Regions from separate parts of the Rattus norvegicus genome. Here region 1 is linked to region 2. The links are chromatin contacts, called in public Hi-C maps. All regions are on one chromosome and are shown on one strand. Each heading gives the region's core, a stretch centred on a gene start, on an enhancer-like site or on the middle of the called end of the contact. The rest is flanking DNA. Distances are from core to core; before and after follow the strand shown.

The links. Hi-C and Micro-C count contacts between places; a contact is called where the count stands out from the background.
Region 1: a contact with region 2 is called in a Hi-C map of the Rat2 cell line, with 3 times the contacts expected there. The contact joins two enhancer-like sites. A contact is called at or near these places in 2 of 12 Hi-C or Micro-C datasets (the Rat2 cell line and Schwann cells).

The regions. Positions count from the first base shown.
Region 1 is chr9:96,698,800-96,702,171 of GRCr8, forward strand. No RefSeq gene overlaps it. Among named protein-coding and RNA genes, the nearest start is that of Arl4c, 51 kb to the right of the region's middle. Within about 2 kb of position 1,847, at least 8 of the 93 cell types and tissues checked have an H3K27ac peak or open chromatin away from gene starts, as enhancers often do.
Region 2 is chr9:96,511,092-96,514,778 of GRCr8, forward strand. It overlaps LOC102554187 (a long non-coding RNA gene), which reads right to left. Exons shown (of 2, transcript XR_594483.4): 2 at 1,348-1,684. Among named protein-coding and RNA genes, the nearest start is that of Spp2, 58 kb to the left of the region's middle. Within about 2 kb of position 2,075, at least 2 of the 93 cell types and tissues checked have an H3K27ac peak or open chromatin away from gene starts, as enhancers often do.

The DNA of each region.
Region 1 (3,372 bases), core at 597-3,096, 190 kb after region 2:
CATCCCTGAGTTAAACTGCCCTGATGCACTTTGTGGGAAAGGTCAGAATCTGAATGAGGCAGGGCAGAATGCTAGGACATGGAGACTTCATGGCCAAGGGACATAGTGTGAGGCATGTGGGAAGCCAAGGACCAGCATGATAGGGCCATAAGTCTCATGAGGCTTCTCGAAAGGTCCCTCGAGCCCCTGAGCCTCCCTCTCCCCCTCCAGAGGTGTCTGCGTAGTGATGACGTCCCTACTTTGCTTTAGTGCTGAGCATCATAGCTTGCCAATGACTTTCACAAGTACGGTTTCCCTGTAGCTTTTGCACGATCCCCCGGGGGATGCTCACACGCAGGCAGTCCCAGGGTGGAAAAGCATAGCAATAAAAAAAAAAAAGAGAAGAAAATGAGGCCAGAGGGATGAGCTAGATTGCAAACAGCAGCACACTCCAGATTGCAATGGCTTAAGCAATAGGATGTTAGTTTTCTCTCATGAAAGGAATGCCAAGATAGATAGGGTAGGTTGGAAGAGTCTAACGTGCTTGGCAAGAAAAATCCATGGGGCACAAAAAAAAAAAAACAAAAACAAAAAACAAAAACAAAAACAAAAACAAAAAAACAAAAAAAAGCAAATAAAAAACAAAAAGGTGAGATAATGACTGACAGAACCATTGTTTTATGACAAACTCAATTACTAGTGAGATCATAAACAGTGCCCATGGGGGTGGTATGGAGACCAGTAAGCAGGAGCGTGAAGTGGGGAAGCCAGCATCTAGTGGGTGACAGCATGCACAGAAAGACAGACAATGTGCCTAAAAAGTAAGATACACTACTCAGGGACATGAAACATGGGCTTGGATGACACTTCATGAAAACGAAGGGCTCAGATAGAGCCAGCAGGGTGTATAGATAGGTAGATAGACATATGATAGACAGATAGATGATTGATGGATAGATAGATGATAGACAGATAGCTGACAGATAAATAAGTAGATAAATAGATAATAGACTGATACATGAAACAGAGATTGAAAATAGATCCATTGATAGATGAGAAATATAATGATAGATAATAGATTATTGGTAGGTAAAAATTGTAAATAGAGATAGTTAATAAGGAGAGAGAGAGAGAGAGAGAGAGAGAGGAGAGAGAGAGAGAGAGAGAGAGAGAGAGAGAGAGAGAGAGAGAATAGGTGAAAGGAAATCTATGAGGAGATTCAAGAACTGGTAAAACCCTGTGACTGGTTATCTATTAGCAAGAAGCAGCCCTGGGTTACCAGTAGCTTGCTAGGACCAGAGTTGAAAATTCTAGGTCCAAAGACTGTAGTCTGGAGTTTCAGAGTCCAGGGACAGGAGGAGCAGAGTATCACTCCCTCTGGAAACACTCTCACGGACACACCCCAAATAATGCTTCTGCAGGTTTCCAGGTATTTCTTAATCCAGTCAGGTTGACGCCCGCAATTATCCATTACACGTGTATCCATCACAAGAGGCATTTCTGGGGACCGTCTGATATGGGGGTCTTTACACTGGCTTCCTTCTTTCTTTCTACCTACCTACATGCAGCTTTAAGACATGTAAGACAAACACATGCTCCCTGGACTGAAGCAGAGGCCAGGCCACACACAAGCAGCCGGCAGCCATGCCAGAGGCCCACATTAGCACTCAGGGAACGAATGAGTAAGCCAACACCACGTTTCCCCAAGCTTCCATGGGGCGTGCTTTTCCTGTAATCAGCGCTAGTAAAGTGCAAAGGGTAATTATTTTGGGAAGGAAAAATGTGGCTATCCATGCATGGGACACTTAGGTATGCTTCCCCAAGCTCCAGCATAGCATGGCTTTCATCTGAGCTCACCACTCGCAGAGAGTCCTCCTGCATGTGACTCTTGACATCGACATTGGTGGAGTCTGTGGTTGGGAATTGTCTGTTCCTGAGAGCTTACTAAACCCTTTAATATTTGAGCTGAGGAATTCTATAACCGTCAACTCCGGTGCTTTAAAGATTAGCCACTGTTTCTGCTTATTATAAAGCTGAGGTGGGTAGTTTATTTGTGGAGGATGAAACCAGGGCTTCTCAGATGTTAAACATATGCTGGACCACTGGACCGTACTATCCTCACTTAAAGAGTTCACATTTGAGCCTTTTATTAATCATTCCAAATTCAAAGGAGCATGGGGCAGCGGGGGCAGAGGAGGTGAAGCTGCAGAGTGCCTAGGATTTCAGAAATTGTAGAAACCACAAAAAATAAACTGAGAAATCACCAGGGAAGGAAGAAAACCCATGGGCTAGTAAAAACTAAGTTTTGTTGGTAGAGATTCCCCAACAGAGCAGGACCAACAAAATGGAAAGAGCTGTGACCATAGGTTCATCATGTAAGGCTGTGACCATGGGTTCATCATGTAAGGCTATACTATGAGTTCATCATGTAAGGCTGTGACCATGGGTTCATCATGTAAGGCTATACCATGAGTTCATCATGTAAGGCTGTGACCATGGGTTCATCATGTAAGGCTGTGACCATGAGTTCATCATGTAAGGCTGTGACCATGGGTTCATCTTGAAAGGCTGTGACCATAGGTTCCTCATGTAAGGCTGTGACCATGGGTTCATCATGTAAGGCTATACCATGGGTTCATCATGTAAGGCTATGACCATGGGTTCATCATGTAAGGCTGTGACCATGGGTTCATCATGTAAGGCTGTGACCATGGGTTCATCATGTAAGGCTGTGACCATGGGTTCATCATGTAAGGCTATGACCATGGGTTCATCATGTAAGGCTGTGACCATGGGTTCATCATGTAAGGCTGTGACCATGGGTTCATCATGTAAGGCTGTGACCATGGGTTCATCATGAAAGGCTGTGACCATGGGTTCCTCATGTAAGGCTATGACCATGGGTTCATCATGTAAGGCTATGACCATGGGTTCCTCATGTAAGGCTATGACCATGGGTTCATCATGTAAGGCTATGACCATGGGTTCCTCATGTAAGGCTATAACCATGGGTTCATCATGTAAGGCTATGACCATGGGTTCATCATGTAAGGTGGCTGGTGGGGGTTGAGTTGGGTATTAGGATCCAGGGTATTAAGACAGGTGACTAAAATGTCAAATACACACCACTGTGGTTTTGTGGTTGGACAGAACAATGCCCACCAAGAGGCTATAATCCCAGGATTCTGTGAACGGTCCTATCACACAGCAGAGGGGAGCAAATTCTGATAGAATGAAAGTTGCCAACAGTCGACCTTAAAATGGGGAAGTTGTCCTGGACTCTCCAGATGTGGCCAGCGCAATCATGGGGTTCTCAAGCCCAGAAGAGGGAGGAGGAAGAGAAAGTAGTGTGACACGGTAAGAAAATGAGCCATACTGTGGGCACTGGCTTGC
Region 2 (3,687 bases), core at 825-3,324:
TTAACCTGTGGGTCATGACCCACAGGGGTCAAATGACTTTCACAGGGGTCACCTGGGATGGTGGGAAAACACAGATATTTTATGATTCATAACAGTAGCAGAATTATAGCTATGAATTAGCTACAAATGCAGGTTTGCGGAGGAACTAGATTAAAGGGTCCCAGCAAATGAGCCCCCCCTTGGCAGGTTTGTTTTCTTTTCCTCTTTTGTAACAGGGCTGGGTGGATCCTGCTGATGATGATATCAAAGATTGAACACATCCGCTTCTCTCCCCAGTCAGAGCCTTTCTTTTCAGCTGGTTTTGCCCCTCGAGGCAGAGCCTATGTATTCTCTGCTGCCTTTCTATTCTTGGATATTAAGTACCATGTGTAGAACATTGTGGGCATTTGGAAAGAAGGAAAGATAAAATGTGAGCTGGGAAGAAGTGATTCCTTTAGCAAATACATATGCACGGCCAAACGCAGGGCTGCCCGTCCTGTCTTTTATATCTTCTGTTGCTGTTTCTCTGGGGATCCGTGGAGTAAAATAAGTTAAAAATAAGAAGAGGAGAACTCTTGACAGGGGCTCAGGTCCTCACACTCAGGGCTATGAGGAGCCTTGGAAGTAGAATCTGGAACTTCTGACTTCACACGTTGCTGAAGAATTCAGAGAGCGGGCTCCTGTTCCCCTAAAAGGCAGTGGAACCTGACCTCTGGGTTGTCACAAAGGGACCATGGCCCAGGAGCCATGCCTACAAAGAGGTATTGCTCTGATTGGAGCCCATAGGTATGACAGACCTGTGGTTTATATCCATGGCTGCAATGATAGAGGTTCAGTTACTCTTACTCAACACTAGATGGTGCCCAGACATCAAGAAGGCACTACAATCTTGGCCTAGGGTTTAGGGTTCTACTTAGGCCTTGCCCAGCCTCACTCTGTGCCCCTGGAGGTGGGCACTACTCCTCCACAGAGACAAGTGAGGTAGTGACACTCTTCATGGCTAAGAATGTCTCCATGGACCTCTCTGATGAAGGACCTCTCTAACTCTACACCCTGTGGCTGTAGTCATCATCCTAGCTTTTCCCACCTTAGGCCATAGACACTTGTAAGCAAGGTCACTTGTGAACAAGGTCAGGTACCTTCCAGGAGTGGGGCTTTGGAGAAAGAGGCCACAGGGTTCCATGCATCAATGCCTTCCCAGAACTGTCATCTCAAACAAGTGCCACCATGACTGGCCTTCCGTTGTGGGTTCTGGGAACTGAATCCTACCTAGTCCTGATGCTTTTGTGGCCAGCACTTTATTGACTGGGCGTTCTTTCCCCCCGGGCCCCATCGTTGTCATAACAGGTAAGGAAACTGAGGCACAGATAGACTTGCTGAGATGTATTCCACTGAGCGGAGTTACAAGCCAGTGATGCAGGCCTAGGGCTTTTATTCAAGTTGACCAACATGGACCAGATGTGTTCAGCTGGATTCATGCACAGACAAGACTTTGTTTCCTACGCTGGAGCTACAGAGTCAGAATGGCCACACTACGGAAAGCAGTGAGCGGGGCTGGGGCTGCAGCTATTGAGAATTACGACGTAGGACATGCGTGGTGAGGTGCCCCTCCAGTCAGCACCCTTTCTGACGAGAGTCTAATGCATCTACAGGGAAGGGAGCGTCATCAGTCAGTTCTCAGCAGCCATAAAATGGACAAGCCTCTCTGTAGACAAAAAAAAAAAAAAAAAAAAGTCATTTTAGGAGAGGTTCTTGAAGTTGGCTAGCGCCACTCACTCCCCTCCCTCCAGCCCTCTTTGGGAGGAAGCTGCTGGATGACTCTGCTGGGAAGTTTCTTTGACTTTCACCAAAAGCTGTCAATCGCCCTGCCTTCCCTTTGTTCATTGAAAAGGCTGAGCCACCCCATTCTTCATGCCCACGGGCTACCTTGGCAGCTAGTGAGCCATGTCTTTCAATGAACATTCTCTCAATCCAAGCAAGGTTTTGACTCCAGTTGTGTCTTGGAAGGGATATTGAGTGGGTCTTAAAAAGCACCTCATACCACAGGACAGCTGACCAAGCTTTCCAAAGTCTTCCAATTCTCGTAAGATATCAGCAGAGCAGATGTGTCAAGTGTGGAATTTCCACGGTCCCTGAGGCCAGTTTAATGCCAAATCACAACCCTCAAAGGTTCTTGACCACCAACTGAGATGTTCTTGATTAAATCCAGCCTCTGAGAGACATCACAGAACTCTGCCTTGGGAGTCTGTTTCTCTCCAGGGAGGATTGACACGGTGGCATGGGGAGTATTTCCCTCTGTCTGATCTCCTCTACCAGTAGGCTTTAAATCCAGATTCTAATTTGTGTGCCATTCAGATTCAAAATAGGGTCTCTTTCAAATCAAGCTTTTGAAGTTTCACACTTTAAACTACTGGCAAAAAGAGGTGACTAGGAAGTCATGAGACTGTCTTGACTAACTAAAATGGTGCCCTTCCTCCTCCTCTTCCTCCTTCTCTTCTTTTCTCTTCCTCCTCTTCCCCTTCTCCTTTTCTTCCTCTTCCTCCTCCTCTTCCTCTTCCTCTGGAATGTGTATGCACCTTGTGTGTGTGTGTGTGTGTGTGTGTGTGTGTATGTATGTATGCATGTAACTATGTGTTCACACACATGTGCAGAAGCCAAAGGTTGATGTCAGATGTCTTTCTCAATCACTTCCCACTTTCTTTACTCAGGTGGGGTCTCTCACTGAACCCAGCGCTTGCTAGTGTTGGCAGCCAGCTTTGCTCCAGGGTGCTGGGATTACAGGTGGGCACTGTGCCACCCTGGCTTTTTACGTGGGTGCTGGGGATCCAACTCCAGTCCTCATTCTAGCATAGCAAGCACTTTGTCCACTGAGCCAGTGCCCCCAAATACCCCATTCTTAAAGTCTTCCATATCCAAGCCCGTCAAGCCCTGCAGCATTCCAACAACTTGGTCTGGGCTATTCTCTCAGCCCCTAGATTCGTAGTCATGCTCTCTGGTGGTTTGAATGAGAATGGCTCCCACTGGCTCATACATTTGAATGCTTGCTCTCTAATTGGTGGATGATTGGTAAGGATTAGGAGGTGTGGCCTTGCTAGAGGAGTTGTAGCAACTGAGGCATAGACCCCTGGACTTAGACGGCCATCTTGTAAGGAGTCAGGACTCAACTGAGCAGGGAAGATGACGCTCAGACATTGTGAGAAATACACACTTCGTAAAGCAAGCAGTGATCCTAGGGGAAGTGCACATATATGTGTAAGAATGCATATGGGACAGAAGGCTCTAGAGTACCATACCACACTGCAGGGAACAGGCGTGGCTGACAGACATTGTCTGTAGAGGGTCCCAATCCCTTGAAGGTCTGCATGGCTATCATTTCAGCTGTACAGCAGGAACTACACAGAGTCGAGTGGTTTATGTCCAGAGCTGGCTGGTTTGTCCCAGCTACCATGCTTTCTTGCTGTCCAGGGTGACCTTGAGTTTGGAAGCAAGGAAGGTGTTTGAGCTGTTAGCCTGGTTAGGACCCCTTTCCAGAGTGACTCACCGTGAAGCACACACACGCACACAACCCAAACCCATGGTGTGCTGTAGCCTTGGCAATGTGAAAATGGACTTAAGGGAGGAGGCAAAACAGAGGTCCTGAGAGATGCTGGGGAGGTTTGTGGAGACAGATCATTCCAAGCTGCTTCCTAGCACCGTGCTACAGCAAGG